Regions from separate parts of the Anser cygnoides genome. Here region 1 is linked to region 2. The links are chromatin contacts, called in public Hi-C maps. All regions are on one chromosome and are shown on one strand. The core of a region is the stretch at or near the end of the contact, and the rest is flanking DNA. Distances in the headings are between cores, read along the strand shown.

Region 1 (4,679 bases), core at 1,666-4,165, 170 kb before region 2:
ATTTTTTTTTCAGGGGAAGGAGAAAGTGTCTGAACACCTGCCCCATCAAATAAATGGAAGGTCATTCCTTCCCACAGTTAGAGAACCTCCAGTCCTTTTTGAAAGCCTAACGTTGGCTACATCCAGTTGCACTTTCCCCTTCCCAAAAACTGGGATTCTGCCCCACCTCTCCCAACAACACAAGGCAGGGGAGAGTGAAGAGCAACATCCCCTCCACAGCCTTGGTTTCCCCTCCTTTTCTGCATGCTCCTCAACGGGCACGCTTCAGCTATCCCCACAAGGCTGCGGCACACTGTCACAGGCATTTCACACCACAACTCTCCCCATGAGGATGAGCCCCCAGCCCGCTCAGCAGGGCCCCAGCAGGGAGGGCTGCTCCCCTCAGGGCTCTGTACCTGTTGTGATGCGGCCTAAGGGGACACCGCTGCCCGAGTGCACTGCAGGCAAGGCCCTCCCACACCATCCGACAGTGGCACTCACCCTTGCGGCACAGAGCCAGGCGGGGCAGCTTCCCGTGGGTCAGCTCATGGCGGAGATCCACGACCCAGATGGGGATATCCACCTGCAATAGCAGCTACAGGCATCACCACAAAACTCCCACGGCATCGGGTCCAACCGTACGCAGCTCTGCAAGGCTGCAGACAACCTCTTCCCGAGTGGGAACAACTACTCTAGCTTCCCCTTTCAAGGGTGGGCTGAGACCCCTCCTCTCTGACCCCGGTCCTCCTGGGGCCTAGCATCCATACAAACGCCGGATTTTGCAGTTTAAGTTTTTCAACTTTTCTTGCAACAACAGCTGTCTTTTCAGTCAGAGGCACTATGTGTAACTTAATGATGTATCAACCAGTTAAACTGTATTTAAACTGATGAAACATTCTGGATGACAGTTTGTAATGAAGATATGATCATATCATACAAAATACTCAAATCATATATACTGTAAGTTGTATTTGCATTTTTCCCACGGATAACTGACTTTAATTATTAAAGGTCTCTATTTGCAAGTTTGATCAGTGTTAAAAAGTGAGTAGCAGCAGTTTTCTTAAAAAACAAACAGAAAACAATTCTCCATCCCCATATAGAGTCATTGGACAAGGCTGCATATCTAGGAGTCTCAAATACTATCTGCTCATCCCTGTCAAAATTTGCTGTTCAAACCCAGAAACGATGCTCAGTGCAGCTGGCAATAAAAGGACTCAAGTTACTACTACACCTTGAATGTTCCATCCTCCAAACAGAAGCTCACCTTAAACAACTGAGAATGACAAGATGAAAATACCTGCAAATATAACTAAGTGCTATTAATGCATTATCTTGGTTCTCAAAGAATTGAATTTATAAACTATAGACTTAGCTCTTTTTCCATCTCTCAGTAATAAAAACAGGTGGCATATATGTCAAGTGGGACTATTTGCATCTAAAGATTCAATCACACAGGATTCAAAATGTTTTAGTGAACATCATCAGCCGTTGTTACTCCTAATTTGACTTTAAAGAACATCAAGCGTCTTCAAAGCTTTGCAGTTGGAGAGTACAGGCATCCGTATCCATTATTTTGCTTACGAAAGAATGACCCTGACAACTCCTCCTAATGTTATTAATAGTCAATGTACGTGCTCTCTGTATATATATAAGTTATTGGTTAACTTTTATTAAATATTTACCTCTATGGCTAATTGTCTCAGCGGAATGCTGACCATTTTCTGTTTCCTTTCTGTGATCAAGTTGACAAATCTGCATGCAGGTTACAGAAAAGATAAATAACTTTATCAAAAGCTGCAAAGAAACTTGGAACCCCAGAGACAAATCCCCCACAAACCATACAACACTGGGGTCTCAGAGACCTAAAGTGAAATAAGACAGCTGAATAATGCTCTCTGTCCAGATCTCTCTTTTCCTTGCAGGACAGAGGCCTTCAGAGTCCTACCTTACAAGGGCCAGACCATAGGACAGGATGAGCTCGTGTGACCTCAGTCTGCCAGATGAATCCAGAACCTTGCAACGAATCAGTTCGGCAGTACAATCCACTGCAAGAGGCATTTTGGGGCCATACCTAGAAATTAAAGAAATGATGAGCAGCCTCACAAGAATACACTCCCCCTACAAAAAGGGTAGCCTTCACAATACTTTTTGTGCTTTGTGGTACTAAGCAGCCTGAGAACAGGTATGCAGACAGTAAGGCTTCTTCCAGAAGACTTTTAATTGGAACAGTGATTACACGGCTGCTCCTAGGCAGGTTAAATGAGTACCTACTGACATGCCAAACGTCAGCACTCATGTCACTCATACAGCACGAGTCGCTATAACTGGACCGGATTCCTTTACGGTGCAGCAGAGGCAACACAAAGTAAAGCGACGTGGGGACCCCGGACGCGCTCAGAGCGCCGCACTGTCCTGAGCGGAACGAGTCCGGGAAGCTGCGGACACGCAGGGCTTCTTCCTCCCCCCGCGCCCGAGGCGCCGCGCTATTACCGGCGCCATCCGCGTGTCCGAAGGCGACTGCCCAGAGACGGGGCCCCGCAGGACGAGGCGCCCGCGGCTGCGCACGCCGCTGCGGCCGGCCCTGCGGCCCCGACAGGCCGTGCCGGAGCAGCCCGGGGCGCGCAGCCGGCACGGCCGCTTCAGGGACCGCAGGGGGCGGCCCGGGAGGCAGCGACGGCCCCGCAGGGCCGCTCCCCGCTCCCGCTCCACGCCGGCGCGCGGCCCGTACCGGCTCTTCCAGGCCGAGACCCGATCCAACGCCTCCTGCTGCAGCCGGCCGTCCCCGCAGTACAGCCCCACCATCACCTGGTCCCACTCCGCCCTGCCCCTCCACGCCACCACCGTCCGCAGCGGCTTCAGCCACCTGCGGGTCCCGGACAGCCACTGCCGCCCGCCCGCCATGCCGCCGCCCGCCCCGCGCCCCCCGCCCGGCTTCCGCCGCCCCGGCCCGGGGCGGGGCGCGCCGCTTCCGGCTGCCCAGGGGCGGCGGGAGGGCGCTGGGTTGCGGGGATTGTGGTGTGGTTTTTTGTTTGTTTTTTGTTTGTTTGTTTGTTTTAATCGCCTGTTCTCTCGCCGATCTATCCTCTCTAGTCACCAGTGACGCCGATCTGTTCTCCTTAGTCACCAGTGATAGGACCCGCGGGAATGGTGTCAAGCTGAGGCAGGGGAGGTTTAGGCTACACATCAGGAAGAGGCTCTTCACCGAGAGGGTGGTCGCCCACCGGAACAGGCTCCCCAGGGAAGCAGTCACTGCACCAAGCCTGTCGCAGTTTAAGAAGCGTTTGGACTGTGCGCTTAGTCACATGGTCTGAAATTTTGGGCCGACTTGTGTGGTGCCGGGAGTGGGGCTCGATGATCCTTGTGGGTCCCTTCCGACTCAGGTTATTCTGTGATTCTGTGATTCTATGATTCTCGTCAGGCAGTTTGTGCGAGCCCAGGAATATGCTTATGTTAGAGGCCAGGGGAAGACAGAACTGCAAGGTGGGATGGGAAAAACGTGCTGGAGCTGGAAGCCCATGGGAGCTGCTCGCAGTGACATTGCCAGCAGCAAAGCTAAGCCTTGGGTTCTGGTTACTTAGGAAGACCTGCTGGAAAATACAGAGTATTATACACAAGATGTGGGGGTTTTCAGCCATACCAGGAGCTTGGTGTGTGATCTGAGTCAAATCACATTAGATGACATTTAAATTTAACATTTTTAAAATTAATAATCATAATAAAAAATGGAACTTTTTTGTTTGTTTGATTGATTGATTTTCTGTTACTAAGGAGAATAAAGACCCTAAGCAAAAGCAGTGGATAAAAATAAAGTTGAGCCACAGCAGAAATCGACCAAAATCCAATCCTTCTACTACTGTGGTAAATAAGTTTTGTAAATGAGATCACAGAAAAAGTATTTCTGTTAATATTTTCTTTCAGATAGTACCTTCCTGAGAGCGCCACCTTGCCCTCTTCATGCAGCTGTAACTTGCAAAAATTGGCACTTTGGAAAATCATTTTGCATGCCTGGGGAATAGGGACCTGCATCCAAACAAGCAGATAGGGAACTCCTTAGACACAGTAATACACAAAGGCATGTGCTGATACAGTAAAATTCTAATTGCAGTACAGCTGCTTTCCTGCATTGGTCCATAATGAATTGTATTGTGTGTGTTATAAATACAAGTTTTAGATGTGTTCTGGGGTTTGATCAAAGGTCATGATTTATGTAATGTAACCTAGATTAATGTATCCACCTGTTTTTTTTCCAGTCGGATTTACTTCCCTTTCTTAAGCTGAGTACATCAGGAGGTCGAAATCATCATTGTATGGATGGGTTACAAATGCATGGATTTTCCAAAATAAGGGGACGACCACTCACCTCCCCCTTCTTTAGTAAAAGCTTTGATTTTATGGCTGCACCCATATGAAATTCTGTAGTGTTCCATTTTCTTTGAAAAACAGTTTGTAGGTAATTTTTCGTTGTCTGCTGCGTTGTTTCTCTTCTCTAAACATACTTGAGAGATTAAGTTGGGGAATAGCTGAATCTGTAATTTTTACCAGCATAGAAATTGAAAAATACTAAGAAAATACTTGCTTTATTGTATATTTATGTTACCCATTGACATAAAACCAAGTTGTGCAGAAAATTGAAAGAACTATTTTCTGCCTATATGGAGGTAAAAAAAATGTTTGTGAAGGGTGACAATACAACATTC
Region 2 (5,263 bases), core at 1,739-4,238:
AAGTTCACAGGTTGGAACAAGAAAATAATTTAAAACAGTGAGTCAGTTAGGGAAAATAACATGGGGACATGGAAAAGTTGCAGACAGAAGGTAAACTGTATTGAATGCATTACTGACCATGAGTAGCTCCTGGTGCATTCAAGAGAAGATGAGCTATTTAAAAGATTCTAACATCCTTCCAAATATATTAGAAGTCTTTCTTCTTAAATGATTTTTCTTTTAACTTAATGACCCTGAAATAGTTTTAACTACTTGTCCACCACATGTGGACCAGCCTGGATTCTAGGAATAATCAAAGATTCTCTCCCAATCCTGATACTGCTGCTCATGTATTTCTGTTCTCTGCTAACAGTGGGAGCAAAGTAACTTGCTGGGTATTTGAAGAAGAACAGCCAAGACCTGATGATCTCTTGAGGTCCCTTCTAACCCCTACGATTCTGTGTGATTCTGCGCCTTCAAAACCATTTCATCATCACATGCAGCCCTGATCCCAGTTTCTTTAGTATCAACAACACCTGAGCATGGCACCACTAGTGCTACATGTGATGCATGAATTGAATGTTGCTACTCTCCTTGGTGAAAAGCCCACTCCTGTTCTCCTAGGTGGCAATCCTTGGCTTGCTGCACAGATCTGGCATGTCCACAACAACCCATTCCTGCCTGAGCTCTTCATGCAGTGTGCATCACTCACACTCTTGCTTTTTTGCATCAATACAAACTTCATAGTAAAACTGATTTTGTAATGCTTCAGGCAAGGATACACACATTACAGGGCTTGAATCATTATATAGCAGCTGATGGTCACTGAAAAAGAAGAAACAAAGAGCAGTTTAGGAGGGCTCAAGGTTTCCTGATGCTGCTGGATGTCCCAGTTGGCAAAGCAATATATAAGGTACATGATGCCTCGATCACATCCCTGCAACATCAGTTGATTGCCAGGCTATGTTTATGTTGTTAAACAAAACATTGTCAGCTTGTGAGCTTACGCACTGGACCAGTGATCATCTGTCCTGCTTAATTATTATCTCACACCCTGGCACTGTTTCAGCTGCTGCTAATTAATATTCTCTGAAATTATGCCTGAGCATTGTTTGGACAATATCATAAATCAGGAAGCACTGCCAAAAGGCAGCATAGGCAGTACAGTTTCATGCTGTGAAAATACTCCTCTGACGGATTGCAGCACAGGCTGCGTGCTCTTTCGTGCTCTTTGAACTGGAAAGAAAACACACAAAAAGTTAAGGATTATGTCTTAGGACCACAAGGCCTCCACATGCTGGAGACCAGGTACCAAGAATTTCATTATGTGGACACAATCAAAGCTGTGCTGTTTGGCCTCAAAGCTCAGAGAACGGCCTGTTGCATTTGGGGTTGTAGGCTGCGTTATCTGGGGGCTCTCCCAGAACACTGCTGTGTTGCAGTATGGGTTCGAGATTAAGAGGAAAGAAGCTTTGCATTTGGAAGGAAAAAACTCTCCTTTAAAGCCTGATAAGGTCTAGCTGGGAATGAAGGAAAATGAGAAATCATATTTGGGAAGTAGCTCCATTGTGCCACTTCAGCCTTACTGGACCTCTTTGGACTTTATTGCTAGTATGTTGGACTCGATGATCCTTATGGGTCCCTTCCAACTCGGGATATTCTATGATTCTATGATTCTGTGTTTAAATCAGGCCCACAGCTAAATGCAAAAGTTCTTAGGAGCATTGTGTTCAGAGTTTCCTTGCTAGAAAGTTTCCCCTGGTGGTCTCAGCTGGACAGGTGGGAGAGCAGCTCACTGGCCCCACAGCAGGGTGAGCCCTGAGCCCTGGCCATCACAGCAGCGGCTGCCCAGGGCTGCCACAGTCCCGTGGTGTCCCTGGCCCCCAGGTGCTGGAGGACTCGCGCTCTCAGCTGTGCTCTCAGCACCGTCTGCTCTCTCTGCAGAGCTGCACGGAGGGAGCTGAGCATCAGCACAGAGGCCAATGGCCAGTTCTGTGCGGCAGGTACTGACCGTAAGTGGTAGGTCCAGGAGCAGTGTGGTCTAATCTGTCAAACATTTTCAGTGCGTCGTAAGCTTGAGAGAGATGCTGAAGATGAGATTTTGTCAGAAGTGAAATGCTTCCAATTTTTATTATATAAAATAAAAAACATTGGGGAAGACAAACTTGCTTTCAAACTATGATCGCACTGTGTGTTTGTGAAAGTGTGTGTACAATCTGAGAAAAGGTTTAAAAGACAAAAAGCAAACAAACTGTAAGAGCATGTGAAGTAAGGGAAGATTTTTATATTTTCTCATGGGAACATGATGCAAAAGGCAAAGAACCAATAACAGAAAGAAAAAAAGTATCCCAAATATGCATTTATTTTATTCTTCCCATTTTTTTTTGCAAGTGAAAAATGTTATATATAGAGCCTGGAGAACCCTTTCATTTTGTCAAGTAAATGAAAAGAGTAAATGAAATGAGGAGGACCATGCCCCACTCAGTATGAACAAATGATTGATTAAAGTGAAAAAATGTGGCCCTGAATAGAGAAATGAAGAGTTTCTGTCCCTGAGAAAATGACATTGCAGAACATTTTCATTGACAAATTGCACCAGTGACAGCATGACTTAGGAACTGCTCAGAAGGGATACATGATGACCTCTGGGTAGCTCGGGGCAGGAGAGCTTGTGGGACCCCAGCAAGGGAGCTAGAGCCCTGCACAGATTAGCAGGGGAGCTCCAGGGTCTGCTGCAGGAGCGTGACGCATTGGCAAGGCTGTGCAGCTTACAGAGCACACTCTGCCATTTCATCAGCATTATCCTTTGCTCGCCCTCCCCTCGCGCTCATATGGATTCTGATCCCCAGTCTGACGTGCAGATACTGTCGGTGATTCAGCTCAGGTGTCCCTGCAGAGTAATAAGGTGTCTCTGCCCCTGCTCCTCTGTGATTGCCAGCTGCCATCGCTCTCGGAAGCTCAGACAAACCCACCTGATTGCATTTATTTATAGAGCCGAAGGGGGGCACTACTTTCCCCTAGGGCTGGCTCTCCTTCCTTGGGACGGAGCAGGTTGTGGGTCAGCTCAGTTCCTCACCTTGTTTCTCATCCTCTCTGCCCCGCCACCACTGCCAGCCCCTTTCCTGCAGGACGTTCCAGTGGTGAGTACACATTGCACTGCAGTTGACACCTCATCTGCATTCCAAGTGTTGGCTGTGTGGCATGTTCTTTCACTCACCTATCCCTTTTGCCCCTCAAACTTTCCCTCTCTGGAGGCGCTAGTAGCATAAAACTTGTTCCAGTGCTCATCCATACTGGAAATGCTTGCAGAACTTACGGGACTATAACTGTCAGAGAAAGAGAATTACATTTGCCTGGGTCAGGCTGAAGGAAACTGAGCTAAGCAAATAGGAGAAAATGGTAGAGCTCATTTTTGTGTCTTGATGGTCAAAGCTGCTCTGTCTGTATGTGCTGGAAGTCTGCTTTGCCCCTCCAAAATGGATTCTGCACCTGAATCTGTCCTTTGTGAAGACTGTCCACTTCCTCTTGCTTGCTTCTGTCCCATAATATAAGTTGGAAAGGTTGAATGTGTATTTCCCTTTCTTGAGATGCGAAAGTCATGCAGGAATTCTTGCCCATAACCTCCATCAAGTTAACGACGAAGCAGAGACCATCTCTGGGTGTCGCATAAAGCACAGGTCTCAGATGTTTTGCTCTCAAGGGGCCCAGGAAGGGCTCACCCAAATATATAACACAATCTGTTTGGACTCTTTAAGAGAGAGGAGTCAGAAAAAGAGAGCACTTGCACTACTTAATGCAGACATCTCCAGTGGAGCCGAAGTTGGAAGCCTTAACTCAGAGAGAGCCCTGGTCTTCTGGTATATCTTTCCTTTGTGAGTTCCCTCTTGGAACTCTCACTAGCCTTATGCCACACTGGACAGCACCTTCTTAGGTGGCTTAGAGGAGTTTATGCAAGAGGCTGATAAGGCCAGACCATCTCCAGTTACTTCCCCTGGTTGCAGTGCTAGTATCCACCTATTTTCTAGAAGAAGCAAAAATGTTTTTATCTCCCCTACTGCCCTCCTGACTTTTGTCCCTAAACCGTAAAGGAAGCAATTCCTTACACCTGCCAACGTGAACCAGAGACAGTAGTTGTGTAGAAGAACAGACAGCCCACTTCTGCAAGTTTGCTGTCTTGGTGTCCCTGCTGTTCTGCTGAGGAAGGCAGCTACTGCTTGTGTGCTTGGGAAACCCACCTGCTGCTTACCTCTGTGCAGCAGCTCAGTGAGGTGACAGGTGCTTGACAAGAAGGCAACCTTGTGCAGACACAGAACATACCCTGTGACCAGGCACCAGTCCATTATGGGAGGCTGCCAGCATCTCTGCTCATAGAAGCTCAGGGAATAGCGTTGCTCTCCAAAACACACTGTGCTTGGATGTGCAACTGAGATGTTGGGATTGGGAGGGATGAGGCAGGCAGCTGGCTGTGATGGTTCTGATAATTGCTTGGTTGGGATGTTGACAAGAACCAGATTCCTAAGATTACTGTAATTACCAGGCCCTTCTTTGTCTTCTTAATCAAGTTCTAGCAGAACTGACTGTCAGCTAGAGCTGACAAAATAATACTAAAGGTCACATTTAGCTGGTAGGATGGCAATTCCCAGGGCAAAGAATTCAGTGCTGCTGCTTTGACTTCAGTTGCGGTTGTTCAGCAGGACTGCTCTAAGCTGCCTGGGAAAATGTCTCTGCCACTGCTCCAGCACTCCGTCTTCTGGGCTCCACAAGCAGGCACAAGCCTTTATTTGCATTATTTTTACACGGACTTTAAAAATAAAATCCAACCCCCAGACTGAAAAGTCGCCCTTGTATTTTTCAGAGCAGCAGCTCTTTCCCTGGAGAGATCGTAAGCCTAGGATTGCAAAGAATGTTCCCATGCAGCTTCCACAGCACCGCCCGTCATGGAAACGGGGGCTCTGCCAGGCAGCCGGCCACCCGAGGCAGCGCCGGCAGCCGGCTGCTCCTTCGGCACGCTCGCCGAGCGGCCCGCTCCGATGGGAAAGGCGAAGAGCCGGCGCCGTGCCTCTGCCTAGCGGCTGCGTTTTGACAAAGACGGGCCCGCGGGGCAGGACCTGGTTTAGATCGAGAAACGCGACGCAACCTGGAGCAGCTGCGCGGGGCAGGGGTGCCGGACGCGTGCCACCGGCTGGCCTCCCGGCAGGACGCCGCCGCTCTCCCTCTTTTCCCGAGGAAGGCGAGGACGGAATTCCCGGTCAGCGCCTCGGGAGCAGGCGCTCAGCCTCCCCGC

What was found. A called contact is a pair of places that touch in the nucleus more often than the background predicts.
Region 1: a Hi-C map of liver shows a contact between it and region 2, with 2.1 times the contacts expected there. The contact joins the promoter of LAS1L here to the promoter of LOC106045547 in region 2. A contact is called at or near these places in 2 of 7 Hi-C or Micro-C datasets (granulosa cells and liver).

Annotation. Positions count from the first base shown.
Region 1 is chr13:21,830,350-21,835,028 of Taihu_goose_T2T_genome, reverse strand. It overlaps LAS1L (LAS1 like ribosome biogenesis factor), which reads right to left and starts at 2,915. Exons shown (of 13, transcript XM_067005039.1): 1 at 2,711-2,915; 2 at 1,928-2,053; 3 at 1,665-1,734; 4 at 481-562. The coding sequence starts at 2,883.
Region 2 is chr13:21,655,473-21,660,735 of Taihu_goose_T2T_genome, reverse strand. It overlaps LOC106045547 (collagen alpha-2(I) chain-like), which reads left to right and starts at 2,988. Exons shown (of 4, transcript XR_010834711.1): 1 at 2,988-3,119.